2 separate regions of the Mus musculus genome follow, and region 2 is linked to region 1. A link is a contact called in public HiChIP or PLAC-seq data. All regions are on one chromosome and are shown on one strand. Each heading gives the region's core, a stretch centred on a gene start, on an enhancer-like site or on the middle of the called end of the contact. The rest is flanking DNA. Distances are from core to core; before and after follow the strand shown.

What was found. HiChIP or PLAC-seq counts read pairs in DNA pulled down with a chosen protein or histone mark.
Region 2: a contact with region 1 is called in an H3K27ac HiChIP or PLAC-seq map of extraembryonic endoderm stem cells. The contact joins two enhancer-like sites. A contact is called at or near these places in 1 of 115 datasets of contacts at active chromatin or transcription factors (extraembryonic endoderm stem cells) and 2 of 9 other capture datasets (adipose tissue and pancreatic islet).

The regions. Positions count from the first base shown.
Region 1 is chr2:79,395,736-79,399,852 of GRCm38.p6, forward strand. The region is part of intron 1 of Cerkl (ceramide kinase-like); the gene reads right to left. Among named protein-coding and RNA genes, the nearest start is that of Cerkl, 31 kb to the right of the region's middle. Within about 2 kb of position 2,831, at least 42 of the 459 cell types and tissues checked have an H3K27ac peak or open chromatin away from gene starts, as enhancers often do. A contact at or near this core is called in extraembryonic endoderm stem cells, where this site is marked.
Region 2 is chr2:79,535,613-79,539,809 of GRCm38.p6, forward strand. No RefSeq gene overlaps it. Among named protein-coding and RNA genes, the nearest start is that of Gm39867, 12 kb to the right of the region's middle. Within about 2 kb of position 2,754, at least 18 of the 459 cell types and tissues checked have an H3K27ac peak or open chromatin away from gene starts, as enhancers often do. A contact at or near this core is called in extraembryonic endoderm stem cells, where this site is marked.

The DNA of each region.
Region 1 (4,117 bases), core at 1,581-4,080:
GAGTGAGTGGTCCCCTTCCATATTCTTTTCCTCATTTCCTCTCCCTTGCTTGGCTTTTACCCATTTGTAGGTGTATCTCAAATGACCTTGGCATTAGACCCCATTTGTATATTGCAAAGAGCTCCTAGGCTAATCTGATAATGTTGGTTGCAAGCTATGCCAATTAAAGAATTGGTATTGCAGAGTAAAACATGCCATAAACATGCAGGGGGGAAATGGAAGAATAGGAAGGGGGAAAAAAGAAATAGACACTAAGAATAAAAAAAGATGATCTCCAGGATTATTATTTGAAATCTCATTCCACATAGTTTGAATCCTTCAGTATGCATGGGTTTTACTTAAGTAATTCAATAATTATTCTAACTTAAATCTCTTATAAATCACAAATTTATAGATAGCAACCAGAAGTCAATATCACATTTGGTAAAATGACAAACCGAGAAGCCTTTACAGGAACAAGAATGTCTACTGGCACCCTTGCTACCCCAGGGTATTTCAATACACTGGTTAACCATCAGGAGATAAAAAGTGAAGCCTGGTGCTGCAAAGAGAGGCAGGATTCAGACTCTAACTACTGGCTGTAGCAGGACGTATTTCTAAGATTCAAGTGAGTCCATCTAAGCATTAGACTCAATGAAGATTGCAAGTGAATATGTCTACCTCTGAGAAGACATAATGGGGCAAATTAAAGTTGCATATCAATTAGCATATGATACCTTTGGAAACGGCAGCAACTATTGATGCAGGAACTGATGAGGGAAGGAAGTCATTTAAAATTTCCTGAAAAACCAACATGTGAAAGGAGGTAGACTAAGTCCCAAGATTACAAGTCTTGCAAGTCTAAAATCTCAGTGTTCAAGAATATTTCTGATAAAACTTTAGGTAAAACTTCATTGGGAATTTTTTTTTTTTATGTTTGGATGAACAGGGAATCTGTTCAAATGACTTGCAAGTTCTCTTGGAGTAACAGGCTGTATTAGCTAGGAAAAGATCCTAAAGACAAAACATTGGAGGCAATTGCTGTCCCCAGCAGGTATAATTTGCAAAGTGGCAGTAATTTCAATATCTAGAAACAGAAATGAATGGAGCACAGAAATGTATGTGTGTATTTGAAAATTCACTAGTATATTTATCTAAAGAAATCTAAACTATGTGGAAAGGAGTAGAAAGTGGTTGCAAACTTATTTGAAGAAATAAAAAGAAATAATTTATCTCATAAATTACAGCAGTATTTCTAGATTAGAAATTTATATAGCCTTAATTAAGTTAAAAATGCATCAAGCATGATAAACAGTCAGACACTCAGAGCTCAAGTTGCCTGACCTAAAAAATCATTTGATCACTTTAAAAGTCCTAAAATTCATAAAGAAAAGTCACAAAGAGAGCAAAGGCCAAAGAGTTATTTGCAACACTTTCATGGAAAAGAACTTAGAAGACTCAAGCAGGCATTCCACAAAAGAAGGAATGCAAATCAAGCAACAAACACGTGAAGAAGTTCAACCTAATTAGTAATCAAAGAAATGCAAATTTAAACAACCAAACACCACTCTGCCTTCTAGGTTGGCATGGGATCAAAACTAAGGGTAGGCCATGGTACAGCTGAAAAGGAAGCAGTTTTAGAGCAGCAGAAGCAGGCCAGTGGTAGCTGCTGGGCACTATGCTGTGAGCATCAAAAGATTCCCAAATGTGAATTGCAGCAGTATTCATCATAGCAAAATGATTGGAGCTTCACTAGTGTCCGTTCAGAGGATGGTAGAATAAACCATCCTTGCCTTTTGCAGCTTTTATTGAATAAGTGTGTGTCCGCATCCAGAAAGACATTGACACTAAGAATGAATGCATGTAATCAAAGCAAGTTACAGAGCTGGAGAGATGGCTCAGTGGTTAGGAGCACTGACTGCTTGTCCAGAGGTCCTGAGTTCAATTCCCAGCAACCACATGGTGACTCATAACCATCTGTAATGGGATCTGATGCACTCTTCTGGTGTGTCTGAAGACAGCTACAGTGCACTCATATACATAAAATAAACAAATCTTTTTTAAAAAGCAAGTTACACAGTTGATTGTGGGGGGGGTTGAACCCACTTACATATTATTTAGGAAGAAAACCAAGAAATAAAATAACCACAGAAAATGCTTAAGCCTAGTCACCACACAGAGAGATAAAAGCGAGAACATGAAGTGCTGGTTTTCTCATCAGTCTCCAGCTTTCCCTTCCACAGTGATCAGCAGTCGGGGTAATTTTAAGTGTAGGAAAGGGGAAAATTGGGGGCACGAAGGCTCAGTGGGGAAAGAGGTTTGGTGAGCTCTGAGCAACTCCTGGCCATTGTCCTCTAATATCCACCCTGGCTCAAGCACTCTGAAGGAAAAAAGGAGGGAGGGAGGGGGGGAGGGGGGGAGGGAGGGAGGGGGGACGGAGGGAGGGAGGGAGGGAGGGAGGGAAAGGCTTTTTGTGTGCAGAGTTTTTAACTTGCTTTTCAGAATTAACTCCAAAACAATAAGTAATAAACCCAGCTGAAGGAAAAGGAAAGCTCACCCAAGTGTCACTGAGGTCAAACTTGGAAACAACTTGTGTGATAATAGAATGTGTGTTTCCTGAAGCACATTGATGTAGCAGAAGACTGTAGCACCATTGGAATTTAGTGTTCTGTGTAGAAATGGGTCCAACAAAAAAGGCATGTTAGAACTCTGGGAGCGCTTGACTTGGAAATGTTTTTATCAGGAAGCTTTGGCCTAAATGTTTAATCAGCAGTGTGGGCTGGGCTTAGCTGCACCCTTTAGGTTTTGAAGTTTGTAAGCAATGAGCAGGAGACCTGCTGGCTCTGGGTGAGGCAACACAGCCAGCCTCCTGGATCAGAGGTTAATGAAAGTCTCCCCAGTTGCCTGGGGAAAGCCCTAGGGCTAGCCTCAGGAAAGGCTAAAGGTTCTGGGCATTATCTGATGGGATAAACTGAAAATCTTAGCTCATTATTTCTCCTCAGCCACTACTTCGGGACACCCTTTGGACACTCTCAGGGTACACAAATATTCATTATAAACATGAGTAAAGAAAACAAAAGAAAATCAACTGTGTTGTAAAAAGCAGTGTTGGTTCCGTAAAGATGGATTACCTGCCTGTGTCTCTCTAAGGATTATTTTAAGAGTGACTTAGATTCCTTTTTGTCTACAAATGAATCAGGAAGAGGCTTTTGAAAGTAAGTGCTGAACAAAGGGCTGAGATCTTAAATCTCTGCTTGGATTCCATTCTCTTGAATGGCTGGGCTGAGTCACACTGGCCACTCCTGGGATCGTATCGGTTTCCGTCACAAGGAAAGCAAATATTCACATAATGCCACGTGAAAGCCATATTTCCATGAACCTATGATGATCAGACTGTAGAATAAAGAAAGAGTTCTGAAGAGAAGCACCATGCCCGCTGATTTTTCTGGGCATGTGTTTCAAATGTGGCTCTACTTCCTACCTTAAGAACAAGTGGCACAGCTATTAGGAAGACTCTGAAGTACAACTTCATTTATAAATTCATATTTGATATCAGGAGATACAAATGCAGAAATGGTCTACAGGCACTGTGTTGCAGGCTACCTACATTAACCCCTCACACAGTGTAGAGCTCTGGTTGGTGGCATGTGGCTCGTTATTTGAAATCTATTGGCTCATTAGGATCATATTGGTCGTTGCTAGTTGCTTCAGAACACTAACTGTCCTCTCGCATTACTTACAGAGATACTGGGGCCATCTGTTCTTGCAAGGGATTTAAGTATGCGTCTATTGGATAGCTTGCTATTTATTTAATTCAGCACCCACTTCCTATTGTATCTTCTTGGGGGAAGGGGAGCCAATTTAATTACAGGGAATAAAGATAACCTTTCCTGGCAGGTTACCAGGAAAGCAGGACCTGTTCAAAATGGGTTACAGTGGCAAATAAGGAGAGCAAAGCCAGTGACACTTAAGGATAGTGAGCAAAGGTTTAACAAAAATAGGACAGTGAGCTGCACTTTTAAAAATATTACTGTAAGCCCAGGGCTTGTCTGCATCAATCTTGGCACATCTGCCTGATGCGGACCGTAAACAGGATTAAAGCTGGGTTTATCTGCCTGGTGCTAATTGTGCTCACAGT
Region 2 (4,197 bases), core at 1,504-4,003, 140 kb after region 1:
ACTTAGTTTGAATTTTAAATATGATCTAAAGTATCAAAAGTGTTGTGTCCGGCCAGCAGACCACAACCTGGGTTCTAGCCTGGAAAGGCATTTTGGAAACCTGGAAGAGAAGAGGGGCTAGGTGGCGAGAGAAAGAAATGTAGCCAAGACAGTTATTCTGATCAAAGCTCAAATTTTACTGTTGCGACACTCAGTTATGAAGGAAGGGGGAGGGGACCCGATTCCTGTCGAATAATCTCTGGTCCAGTAGAAAGGTGAGCACGTGTGTGGCTCCTCCGCAGGTTCCAGCAGTGGGCGTGGCAGAACGAATGAGCAGGAAGCTCCACCCCTGAGCAAGCAGGTTTCAGGCTGGGGGAGGGGAGACTACACAAAAGTACACTATCCTTATGGAAATAAGGTTTTAGAAATTATGGTACATTTTTCTGGTTCCAGCATCTAATCATACATAGTCTAGAATAACTGTACATTGGTATTAATGATTCACTGAGTTAAATGCTAACTTAAGACATCTTTACATGGCAAAACTCAGCTCAAATTGTGCTTGCAAAAAATTAGGGGAAAAATGTAGAGAAAAAAAAAATTCCTGAGAGATTCTCTTTTGAAGGATTGGAAAAACTCTTTAAGGAAAGGAAAGCATCATATTAAAAGAGGCCTAAATTAAGATTGTTAATGCACAGGTATACCCACGCGGCTCACTGTGACTCTAGCATTTATTTCCTCTAGTGCCAAACACACAAAACATGTTAAATAGCTCTGTAGGAATGAGTTTCAGAAGTGTTTTCCAATGCCTGCTATTTCAGAACCTATTCAAGACCTTAGCTTCCATCATCAGTTATAGAGCCAACCAGGGCAGAGACCTAGAGAATACAGCATCCATTTCAACATCACATTCCCTAGGGGCTCACAGACAGCCTATATGCTTCTTAACAGGCTAGCTTGAAAGTCTTTCCTTGGTAGTCCCAAAGATCCAGAATAAACAGAGCTTTCTGATTTATGGCTACATCCCAGCCTCCTGACAGTCATCAGTTTCAAACTGTGTCAGCTATAATGAACTGTAGCTGGGCACACTCCTATAGGGAAGTCTTCAGGAGACTGGATGTGAGATGAAATCATGTACCAGAGCCGGATAGACATTAGGACAGATGAATATTTAAGGTTAGCTGGTGTCTTTTTGCTAAGAGATACACATTTGGCAGCTCTTTGTCCTGTCTAAATTAATCTCTAGTAATCTGTCTTGTTTACATAATCTTATCATTTAAAAACAAAGCACTGTTATTTATATTTTGAACTATCAGGAAAAAAAGTAACATTTCCAGCCCTATGTGCTCTTCAATTTACAAGTTATATTCTGCATTATCAACAAGTTTCTCAAGATTTCTATAATATATTTTAAATTTTTTTTCTGGGTAACCTGTATTTCCTCCAAAATATTTATGGTAGCTTAGAGAATTATAACAGATGTATTTAATATGCAAATGTTTCGTATATATGAAACTGTTTATATTTGTGTTTATATGCAGCTCAGGACCCCAAAAGCAAGATGTCTTCAGTGTGGCTTCTTTACTTACATAGGCATTAGCAGTAACCATCGCCACTGGATGAGCAGCAGAGATGCTTCACTTGCTGTGCTGGGCTGTGCTGGCATTGCCAGCATGATAATCATCAGAAGGCATCTGCTACCTGAAACTGGGCAAAGCTGCCAGACCAGCCACAGGCAGCACCATACACCCAGGAGTGTTGTCAGACACTTGATTTCATCATCTTTGGGTGTTCACCGAGGAGGGATGCCACCCAAAGGTATGAGAATAACCAAAGATATGAGGCTGGGCAGTAATCATAAGGTGTCACCTTTTGCTGGGAAACAAGACCAGCAATAATCTGCTTTTGTGCCATTATTTGTAGACAGGATGGGAAGCAATACCCCTAAACTAGACCATGCTGGGTCTGGAGAATATTTGACTTTTTAAAGTTCTGCTGCTTAGCATGTGAGATTACAGTTTGGATGTATTTCAAGAACACACAGCCAACTTGGCTTTGACACTCAGAGTCTTATGGGCCAACGTGGACCTCTTTCAGAAAGTGATTAGCATTATACAGTCTGAAATCTTCAGGCCTTGTCTACCCCACTTCTTTTCCCTTTGCCATTACGTTGCTTGTGTTCTTAGCTCCTTGGTGCCAATAGAAATTTTGGCTTGTAAGTCAGGAAAAACACAATCGGTCTAAACTGAGGGTTGCTAGTCACACAGAAGAAAGATTTAGTATGGAAGGAAGCAGGTTTTCAAGTGAATGTCAACAAAGTGTTAGTTTTATTAATCTGTAATGTATTTTGGTATTATTTATCAAAGCTCCTCTCATTATGAATGTGTTCGAGTGAATCCCTCCTACAAGGATCCACGAGGGAGCATCTGCTTTCTACACGGTTTCCTTGAAGTGTGGTCCTAGATTAACAGTTCTGCAAGGAAGAGTGGCTCCGCTTGCTGCCTCCGCTCTCCTCGTGACTTCCTCTTCCGTCGCGCTGAGACTTTAATTTCCTCGAAGGTCGTCAATGCTTTTTCAATTGAATTCTGGTGAAATTCAGTTTTCAGTCTCTTGTTTTCTGGGTCCCTGCTGTGTTTTGTGCTGTGGATGACTTTGACTGTTCTGAAACCCTTTCTTCTCAATATCAACAAAGTTCCATCCCCCTGACTCATTCTTCCTGCACAACCCTAACCATGAAACCTTTCCCACCCCCAATGTGAAGATAGCATTCCCTACAGATATGCCCTCCTCCCAACGTTCTTCCTGGATGTTTCTGACAGGGATAGGCTGAATGGCTCCACATTCTTAAAGTGTATATGTTGAAATCTGATCCTGAGTGAACGTAGGTGGGACTCTCCTGAATGTACTCAGCCTTACTGCTTTCACTAATGGAAGACAGACAGAAGGTCTGTGACAGACCTCCACCAGAGCCTAAGCTGTCTGTTAACAATGCATCTTCCAGCTGCCGTGAATCGCTGGTGTTTAGGAGCCGCTCTGTTATGCTACTTTAATTACAAAAGTCCAAGTGGATTAGGACAAGGTTCCTTTCAGTTGATACAACGATTCTTGCAAATGAATCCTCTCCTTGTTTCTCTTTCTCGATCTATTTTCCCATCTATCTATCTATCTATCTATCTATCTATCTATCTATCTGTCTGTCTGTCTGTCTGTCTGTCTGTCTATCATCTATCTATCTATCTATCTATCTATCTATCTATCTATCTATCTGTCTGTCTGTCTATCTATCTACTGAGGTATCTTCCATATCATTCACCTATCTATCATCTGACTAGTCTCATCTTTAGTTTTAGGTTTTCAACTCCCATACCTCCCTAATGCTCATTGTCACAGCTCAGTGGCTGTGCTGAGTTTTCTTCTTGTCCTTTTTATTGACTCTTCCTATTCTCTTTCTTTATTGATTTCATCAGACTTTCAGTTGACCGAACTATAAATCCAGAAGTTCACTTTAGATTCCTTAGTTCATTTGTCTTGATTTTCTTGTTGGTGCTTCTCATTCTCTCTCTCTCTCTCTCTCTCTCTCTCTCTCTCTCTCTCTGTCTCTGTTGGTTTTCTTTTTCATTAATTAGTTTATTCACTTTTCACCTTGATCACACCCTCACCCTCCTCTCAGTCTCCCCCTCACAGCCCCTCCCTACCACTCTTCCCCTTCACCTCTGAGAGGTGGAGGCCCCCTGGGGATCTCTCCACCCTAGCACATCCAGTCACTGCAGGACTAGATCTATCCTCTCCTACTAAGGCAGACAAGGCAGCCCAGTCAGGCGAACAGGTTCTACAGGCAGGCAACAGAGTCAGGGACAGTCCCTGTTGTTGGGGCACTTAAATGAAGACCAAGGTGCACATCTGCTACATATCAGTAGGGGGCCTAGGTCTAGCCTATGTCTGCTCTTTAGTTGGTGGTTCAGACTCATCTCTTGCTGGGAATGATGCAGTGGCTCTAAACCATTCTTTCTCCTCATTGCCTTTTCTTTTAAATCCTCCTTCCAAAACATAATCTGCAAAATCTAACTAAAATGTAAGTGTGACCCAGCTGGTCCCCTGCACAAGTCTTTTGAATGCTTTGGTCTCCTACCCTATTCGGTAGCATTTAAGATACTCAGTAGGAAAGGGGTCCTCTACAAATTGCATCACATTGTGTTTACCCCAACATGCTGCTGTATT